2 separate regions of the Zea mays genome follow, and region 2 is linked to region 1. The links are chromatin contacts, called in public Hi-C maps. All regions are on one chromosome and are shown on one strand. Each heading gives the region's core, a stretch centred on a gene start, on an enhancer-like site or on the middle of the called end of the contact. The rest is flanking DNA. Distances are from core to core; before and after follow the strand shown.

Region 1 (4,699 bases), core at 1,754-4,253:
CAAGGCATTATGAGTTAGCATGCTCCCTCCTGCTAAGCTAGCTAAATGTGGTTATCAGGTCTCAATAAGTATCCATTTTTAAAAGTATAAATTGTTATAGCCATACATGCAAGTCTTTATTTTGGAAATAACCAAAGGTTCTGAACCTTAACTCATCAATCATTCCTAAAATGCGATTCCTTTTTTTCATTCAGAGTTCGATTGGACAAATTAAGATGGATTGAGATCTTAGTTGTTAAGGTAGAAGCAAAAGCACCACCACTGAATCCTGTACTTTAAACGGTGATAGCAGCAGTTACGGTCTTCGATATCTTAGTGTGTTACTTGGTGATAGCAGCAGCTGCGATCTCCAATATTCTAGGGCATGTTTGCCTCCCTCTTCTAAACTTAGAGATCTAAAAGCTTTAGAATGTTTTAGCTTTCTTTTGATGTCCAAATCTCTAATGTAGGGTGGGCTAAAGGTTAAAGCCAACTTTAGACCACCTGACGCATATAAGGAAGAAGGGTCCACATGCACCATTCTCTGTGGCATAGCAAAATCGAGCTCGATGTCCTTGAAGATTGATCGAGATAATATTAGTCAGTACTGAATTTAATTTTAATGACAAGTTTGTAATGGGTAGGATAATAAGGGATATGTTACAGGTTGTTGGTTTCTTGAATGAATATGTTGATGCATAGGGTTAGGCCTGAAAGGAGAAACAGAACAGGATTGGTTTTTGTAGCTCTCCTCCCCTCATCTCTCCATGGGATTGGAATATATAGAACTTTGTGAGTTTATATGGAAAGCAATAGATATTGTTTATTTCCTCTCTTCTCTTTTCTCCTCTCCTCTCCTCTCTATGCCATATTACTGTTTTTAAACTAAGGCGACATTGCTAGAAGCACTATTATATGTCAAGTTCATATATTAAGAATTTGAACTCTAGCCTATTAATGATGATAATTGTTCATTGTCTGAAATTCCTCTATTTGACCTCTATATATGTTTGAAATTCCTAAACAACATTATGTCCATGTTTGTGTGTTAATATTTTTTGGTCATTATGTCATGAGTTTGTGTTAATAATCTGAATACTAAAGCATGTGGTAGGCACCATTATGTCTAAAATTCATATACGCATTGCTTATGATTGTTTGAGGATTACACCTGTCTTGAGTTTTTATATTAATAATCTGAATAGTAAGGTTCGTTGTACCTTGTAACATTTGAGTTTAGTTGTTGGCTCTGAATTCTGAAAAAATATTTTTTTTACCAAATACAACATCAGATGTAATTTTACTACTGTGATTAAGTTGTATCACATATTCACAGTAGTATTATTGTGTTCTTCAAGCAAGTCAATTACAGTGAGCTTTTAGTCATGAATTTACAGTAGTCTATGAAAGATCATTCTTGAATTTTTGCCTTTAAATTGTCTTGTTAAATCTTGTATACTACACTACTAGGTGAGTGCTCGTGCGTCACATGTCCGAGTTTCTCTTCAATGTCATCCCGGACGGCTCGTGGATGTCGTCCTCCATCTCATAACAGTATAACACACATTTGTATATATAAGTTATCGAGCTATTATATGATCCCGTTGCAACGCACGAGCACTGAGCTAGTTATTCATAAAATTAGTAAGAATGTAGAATGTCCACTGGACAACTAAATGAACCAGTGGAATACGATACACAAAACGATCGTTTCGTTTGCTCATGACTCAAGACATGCTATCCAATTGCTACTTCTTGGTTGCAACGCTTGACCAGAACCCAGGTGTCCTGTGCCTTACCCATACTATGCAGCAAGTGCAAAGCATATACTACTAGTATACTCTCACCACATTATTAGCAGCAGGATCTTTGGCAAAGCATGAGCCTCATTTTTTTTCTCACCCAGCTAGCCTTAGCCAGGGCCTGGGAACTGGCCTGGTACCGACGCCGCAAAGTGTGCAGCGTATCTCCTCTCGTCTCATCAATGCGTAGTCGCCCCGCCCGCCCCATTTGCATGCAGCCCAGAGGCAAAGTGGACGCTTTTTAGGGTTGGTGCCCCCCCTCCTCCTCTCCAACTACTCACGCACTTGTACCGTCTCGTTAAATGCTGCTGGCCTGCCGCTGCACATGAGGAAGCTTTTCTCGCCATGCCAGGGTACGGATCGTCGCCCGTGCATTGTTGTTGTGGTAGCAGCACAACGGAATGCGGCTGTAATTCATAAATTCTGGCGAATAAATACCGTGGCAGGCCCGCTGGATGTAAGGGCACGGTTAATTGAGTCACGGTCATGTGCACACCAGTACCGCGCGCGGGTGTGTGTTTGTGTTTGTCCCTCTGAGATACAGAGTATTCTGCGCACCAAATTAGGGTTTGTTTGGACAATCTCGGATTAAAGTGGATTGAGGTGGTATGGAACGTATCGAAGTGTAATATGAACTAATTTCTCTTTCAATCCCTCCAATACACCTCAATTCACTTCAATCTCTCTTTGCACAAACAAAGCCTTAGGGATTTAAAACAACCAAAAGTGAGGGGAGGGGGGACATAGGGCAACAAAATTTTATCTGTATCAGACACCTTGCGATCAAGGAAAAACAAGCTGATTTAGCAAGTGTCAGTGATCAAGTAAAACAAGGCAAATTCGAAAGTGTGAATATCAAACAGTACCGTTAGGCCGCTGCCTACGACTTCCTCGTCTCAGTGATGAGAGGCTCCACAGTCGTTGTCCCTTGCAAATTGCAACTGCAAAGCGCGGCCCTGCTTGCCGGTAGGAGGAGGGTCCCCGCCCCGGTTTATAGTAACCGCAGCAGCAGCAGCAGGTTTACGGGCGGAGTGAAGGGAAGCCGCGCCGCACCCGCAGTCACTCTCGCCGTCGCAGCACAGCGGCAGGGCAGAAGCGGCTGCCCCTGCTGCGTTTCCGTCCGTCGCCCGCCCGCCCGCCCGGCGCCCGCTTCTCTTTTGCCCGCCTCTCTCTCTTTTGCATACGCCTTTCATCTCCACCCCAGTCCCCACCCGCCCGCACCGAGGAAAAACTTTTTTGAAAACAAAAAACCCCCCACTCCCACGTCCCACCACCTCGCCTCGGCCGCTGCGACAGTGCATACGCCCCCTCCCCTCCTGACTCCTGTTGCGTATACACCGTATGTGTCTACTGTGACTCCGGGTCCCGGGGGGGTAAGCGACCGAGCAAGGCTTCGTCTCCGGCGGCGGAGGCGGATCTGGGAGGGATGGGGAACCGGATAGGCGGGCGGCGCAAGTCGGGGGTGGAGGAGCGGTTCACGCGGCCGCAGGGTCTCTACGACCACAAGGACATCGACCAGAAGAAGCTGCGCAAGCTCATCCTCGAGGCCAAGCTCGCGCCCTGCTACCCGGGCGCCGACGACGCCGCGCCCGGCGGAGGGGACCTCGAGGAGTGCCCCATCTGCTTCCTGGTAAGCACGCGCGGGGAGATCTCCCCCCACCCTCACGCACCCCCGATTTCGGCGTCGGCGGCGTCGGCGGCGGCGCCGTCTGCTGTGGCGGGAATGCCCGACCACGGTCCACGGTTAGAGACCTGGACTGAGGGGGGAAGATTTCGGCGGGGGGGTTACTGGGTCCATTGGCGCCTGACTCTGTTGGATTTGCGTGTGCCGTTGCCGCGATTCTGTTACTGACTGGGTGGGGGGAGGTCGACGACCGTGCACGCGGTTCTAGATGCTGTGTGCTCTGGAACCTCCTCCTAGGACCGTGGGTTTCAGTACGCTTAGCCACGTTTCTAGGCTAACAGCACAATTTTGTCGACTAGTTCTGCAAAGTGCAGTCACGGCGGCGTCGTATTTTGTTTGTTCTGTGCGCAGGCGACTGTTACCTTCTGCTCTGCTTCTGTACGTGCATTGTTGTTAGGGATATTCTAGGGGCTTGTTTTAGGACCAGCCGAACATTTCCGTGTTTTCAATGACTTGAGAGTACTTGACTGTTTTGCCTGATACCCCAGAGTTGCCAACAAGTAGTCAAAAGCGCGGTAACGGTGGGCATCATTGTTTTTTTTTTGTTCTGCGTATGTGTCTGGGATGGTACCTACTGCTCATGCTCTGCTAGGACATCATACTGTATATGTACATTGTGCAAAATGCGCTACCATGTTGTCCTAAGATTGTTATCACACCACATTTGATGCTTTGATCATGTTGTTTGGAGAATTTTCTGAATTCCTTTTGGATGGCTAACCGCTGTGCTATATGAGGTTATGAGTGCCACCAGTGCCACCAGTGCCCCATTGATTCTAATTCCTGGAGCAACATGGCTTACGAATGTTCTACTGTTCTACTCCTATGTGATGGTAGTGTGGTAACAGGCTTGCACATCACTTGAAATGGGCGTATTATACGAGCCTCGCAAGAAACTGCTCCAGTTCCATGCCTAGTTAGCTCAGTACCAGCGTATTGGGCACTTCTGTCTTATGGTTGTATCGTTACATCCTTTGTCTAATCCTCAATGTGAATCTGGTTATGCTCTTGTTATCTGGGATTTTTAATCTCATTGCTATTGCAGTACACTTAATGATTTGGTTGCCTGATTGGTTGATTCTGTTGTATGGAATTTTGTTTCTTAGATGTTTTCAATAGCTCGTGGCGTTTTTTTTTCCGCATCTACATGTCTTGTTCAGTTGTTTTTAGTGTTACTAGTTGGGCAGGACAGCAAGTACTGCATTTTGATCACTAGCTTCAAAAGTACCTCAGG
Region 2 (4,753 bases), core at 1,992-4,491, 240 kb after region 1:
AGTTATTATCCGCACAGGTACAGTAATGGCATCCTTCAGAATTAATTGTTTGTACAGTTTGAGATCAGAACTCTCATCTAAGTGAATGACTTCACTTGGCCAAAGCAGAAAAAAGCAAGAATAATAACCTAACCAACAGATATGCAGTTTAATCCAAATTCCCTTGTTAGATTACAGTTCTGTTACCTATATAGTGCTTTGCAGCTTTTCTTGAAGAGCGATGTAGTTCATCTGCACGGATCCGAAGTTCATCACTGCAGCGCCACATAGACAGCTAAAATAGAATATTGTGTTTTAGCACCAGGGAACAAACAATGTCGCAGCTCTTAACATGGAAGGAAAATACTCCATCCGTTCATAATTATATGACATCGTTGCCTTTTTGAAAAAACTTTGACCACTCGTCTTATTCAAAAAAATAATGAGTTATCATTTATTTTTTGTGATTTGTTTTATCACTTAAGGTAGTTTGTGCTTAACTTAAAATTTTACATTTTTGAATAAATATTTTGAACAAGACGAATGGTCAAAGTTTTCGAAAAAAGTCAACGGTGTCATATATTTGTGAACGGAGGTAGTACTTATATTGCATTACCTCAAACATTAAATCTTCAATCTGAGAGAAGTACAAGTTAGCAGCCATCATTCTCGCCAACAAGCATACATCCCGTGTAACCTCTGGTGTTACTCTTGGATTTCCTACAAAAACAATACAACATGAAAAGTTTTAGCTTTTCTTTCTACAGTTAGTCAGCAAAACAATAACAAAAAAAGGTTCTACCCAAAATATTTGGAACTGTAATAGTTTTGAGTGCAAAAAAGGGATCTTAAGCCAATTTCAACAACTTTCAGTTACACAACAACTTTCTGTTAAACATCAACTGAGTATTGTATTTTTCAGACAAACACTTATGTACACAATAGCATATGAAAACAAGAAGTTACCATCACGATCACCACCCATCCAGGAAGAGAACTGAATGAGAGGAGCATTGTAAGGGAGACGTTCATTGATCCCAATATTTTTCAGAGCGGTGTCAATACGGCGCAAGAATTTTGGTACACCCTTCCATATAGTTTCATGGAAGTAACTCATTCCAGCACGCATTTCATCTTGAGGAGTGGGAGGGGTTCTGCGGATTTCATCAGTTCTGAAAGCAGCTTGAATCTGTGAAGGGTGTCAAACAATAAATCAGCAAAACATATGTTTCACCACAATTGACTGAAAATGAATGCATGACCATAACTCGTTTTTTTATGTCATCAAACTGCACTATCAAAAGCATTTTATTCAGCTATTCTGTGAAGACTATAACATCAGATAATCAAACTGCAGCGGCAAAAAAAAAATCTGCAGTAATATAGAACCAACTGTAGCATAGGAACTACCTTTGTTGCGCATTTGACTGTTCTTTGTCCTTTCACCTTGTCTGCTTGCCATGTGCAAGCATACAAGAGTTCAACAAAATAATATTTTTAGAGATAAAATTGTTGGTACAACCAAGTTGGAGTTTGGTTGGAAACATCTAATGGGATCCACAATATAACCTCAAAAACAAGTTACAGTAAACCCTAAAATATAATGTTCTCTTCACCAGATTAATTTCAAAAAGTTTGCTGCCCACTTCTGATAACAATGATTTGCGTGTGCTTAAGAGTTAGTTTGAGTGTTTGACTAAAGGTAAGTTATTTCCAAAAGTTTGACAGCTATTTCTGATAACAATAACTTTGCGGTAGATGTCTGTAAGACAAATAACAATGACTATAATTTTACACACAGGAAATCTTTGTTGTGCCATAGCACACTCAGAGAACCTCCCAACTTCGTCAGATAATTAGCCTTCTGTCAGTGCTATTATCAACTAATCTCTATTGTCCCATTGGGTATATCTTCTTGGTTCAGAGTCGGATTCTGACAGGCGCCACCCACATAAAGAGGCCAAAAATGCAACATAAGCTAACTTGTCTTTTCAGGAGTGGGACAAAGTTCAAATAGTAGTAATGCGACTTGCTCTGGATCGACACGTTAAAAACCGGGGCCTAGCACCATCAAGGAAAAAGGGGCCTAGAGATGATAAGCTAAATAATGAGCACTATTTTCCAACCAAAAAAGTTAACGAAAGGTTGTGGTGCGCTTAATCTGCACTAAAACCTCAGGACTGACTTTTTATTAAAACGTTTTCAGCTCAAGTGGTGAAGTGGAGATATTTTACCTCCCTCTGAAGTGCCTCATCAAGCTCCTGCTTGTCGTCAGCAGTGATGTCCTTGGCATAAAGCTGCCTCAGGCAGTTACGGATCCTAAACAACAAAATCAAATCAACAACAGGGGAGCATTTAGCATTTCCTTCCACAAGCATGAGCCATGAGGGGAACCAAAGGACATCGAAGCTACCACAGTAACGCAGTAACGCTACGATTACGATCGCCCTCACCTTCCATGCTTCTGGAGAAGAGACCTCCTCACGGACTGTGTAGGGTGGGCGGTGAAAACGAGGTCGACGGTCTGGTTCTTGAGCGCGTCGAAGACCTCCTCCCGCGACTTGCCGAGCTGCGAGACGAGGCGCTTGAGCGTCTCCTCGATGTCCGACTCCGTCGGCGCGGAGGCCTCGTCGGCGAAGTCTCCCCGCTTTAGCTTGATCCGGCGACGGTGCGCGATCTGCACTTCCTCGGCGAGGTTAGCGAGGTTGAGCATGTGCGAGAAGGAACTGGCGACGACAATGGAGTCCCCCGGCGGCAGGCTGGTGAGCTTGCTCCCGAGCTCGCCAAGCCGAGCCTCATCCCGGTCGTTCTCGTACTCCGCCGAGAGCTCGTAGCACTCCTGCACCTGCGCACGCGAATAGATGTCACCTGGTCAGTCGAAAGTCGAAACACGCGGATCTGGGGGTGAGGAGGAGGGGGTATTGATGTGATCGGGGGGCGTACGAATTCGCGCAGGTGGGGGCCGTGCAGGTCCTGGAGGATGTCGAGGAAGCGGTCGACGAGGAGGGCGTCGTACTCGACGAGCTTGTCGTCCTCGGAGACCTTCCCGGGGGCCAGCAGCCGCAGCTGCGCGTCGATGGACTGGTGCCGCTCCGGCATCGCGGCGCAGCGAATCCGACCGAATCAAATTCCCACCCGGCGGCACAGACAATTCTCTGCCGCCTGCGAGCCCGCAGCGGGCGTGGGAAGTGGAGAGTGATGGCAACCGCTGCTCGTCTGAGAGCGGAGGAGGAGGAGGAGATTGGCTGATTGGGCGGTGTGCGCGGCGGAGATGGGTGGGGAGTTGGGAGTGTGCGTGTCTATTTGTACTGGGTCGGGAGCCCGGGGGTGATGGTGATCGTGTGTGGCGGGGCCCGTTTGGAGAATTTTATGTTGCTTTGCTGAACCGTGCGCCTCTCTCATGGTCACATGACTCATGCCAAGTACAACTGTAAAAGTACTTTTAGTTTTGCAGATTGATCCCTAATCCCTGTGGACTTGGGGATTAGTTGTAGTTATATTTTTTCTGTGAATAAGAAAATTGCCGTGTCTATTTTTGGAATTCTCCATAGGCCATACAAATCTTAGAGAACTCCCTAATTAATTAGAACGTATGCGACCCTTATAAGGGATTCAAATATAGTTGTTCGTGCTTTGCTACGGTTTTTATATATTATATTATTAAAATATTTATTTAAATAGAATTATTGTTTTTTAAACACTAAGTTATGTGTGATTTGGTGTATAGCTCTAAATTTTTGAAGCAGGCTGTGTGGGTTCGAGTACTCGTTTTGCACTATTTTTTGGTATAATTATTGTTTATTTTTAAACATTAAGGTTGAGAGCGCTGTGTGGAGGGTGAAGTTGTGGTAGCACCCTACCCACATTAGGTTCTTAATAGATTATAATAACTAGTCAGTTGCTCGTACTTTCCTACTATTGTTATATATCCTATAAATTGGTATTATTGAGATATTTATTTAAGTATAATAATAATTTATTTCTAAACACTAAGGTATGTGTGGTCTGGTAGATAGTCCTAAATTTCTAGAGTAGGATGTGGGTTTGAGCCCTCACTTTGCAATATTTTTTGTGCGGGCGGGGATTTTCAGTTTACTTCCATCCATTGCATCACCGGGGTATATACTTTAATTAGGAATATTGAGAAATCAGAGGTTCGCGTGAGGTGTGACGTTGCATTGTCGTGCATCTTGCAGAAAAGGTCAGCATTGTAGTTAATTAATCAGGACATAGATAAGATTTCCAATATGCCACTTTGATAAACCATATCTATTAATATATTCGATGAAAAAACAATTTATGAAAATATGCTATCTTAAATAATAATTGCCCATTTTATGATATACTTGTTAATGGCCTTGGGACAAAATTGTTATATGATACTCCCTCTAAGTATTGTTTTTTACGTTTTGGACAGGATTACACATACCAAGGAGTCCTTAATTAGAGGTGTGATTTTCAGTCTTGCCCATAATAAATGGGCTAACACCCTTCTGTCCTAATTGGTTAGGCTATCCGCAACCGTTACCCCTAAATTTTTCCTCTTATATCACTTTTTCCACCTATTTTTCCCTCTATTCTTTCATCTCCCGCAACGGTTCCCCTAAATACTCCCCCTATATCCCACTACCACTATAAAATATCATTTTCTATACCAACTATAAATTTTTTATCTACTAACAATTACTCGTGGACCCACAGCACAGTGTCGTAGGGGGTGAACAGTGAAACGCTAGATTGAGGGAGAGAGAGAAGAGGGCCGCTTCAAAGAGTG

The links. Hi-C and Micro-C count contacts between places; a contact is called where the count stands out from the background.
Region 2: a Hi-C map of tassel shows a contact between it and region 1, with 4 times the contacts expected there. The contact joins the promoter of LOC542479 here to the promoter of LOC100276421 in region 1. A contact is called at or near these places in 4 of 25 Hi-C or Micro-C datasets (bundle sheath, ear, endosperm and 1 more).

The regions. Positions count from the first base shown.
Region 1 is chr5:147,335,900-147,340,598 of Zm-B73-REFERENCE-NAM-5.0, forward strand. LOC100276421 (GW2) reads left to right here and starts at 3,004. Exons shown (of 8, transcript NM_001150219.1): 1 at 3,004-3,411. The coding sequence starts at 3,208.
Region 2 is chr5:147,576,078-147,580,830 of Zm-B73-REFERENCE-NAM-5.0, forward strand. LOC542479 (phosphoenolpyruvate carboxylase 7) reads right to left here and starts at 3,242. Exons shown (of 10, transcript NM_001112033.2): 1 at 2,923-3,242; 2 at 2,433-2,824; 3 at 2,214-2,298; 4 at 946-1,168; 5 at 596-699; 6 at 187-274. The coding sequence starts at 3,078.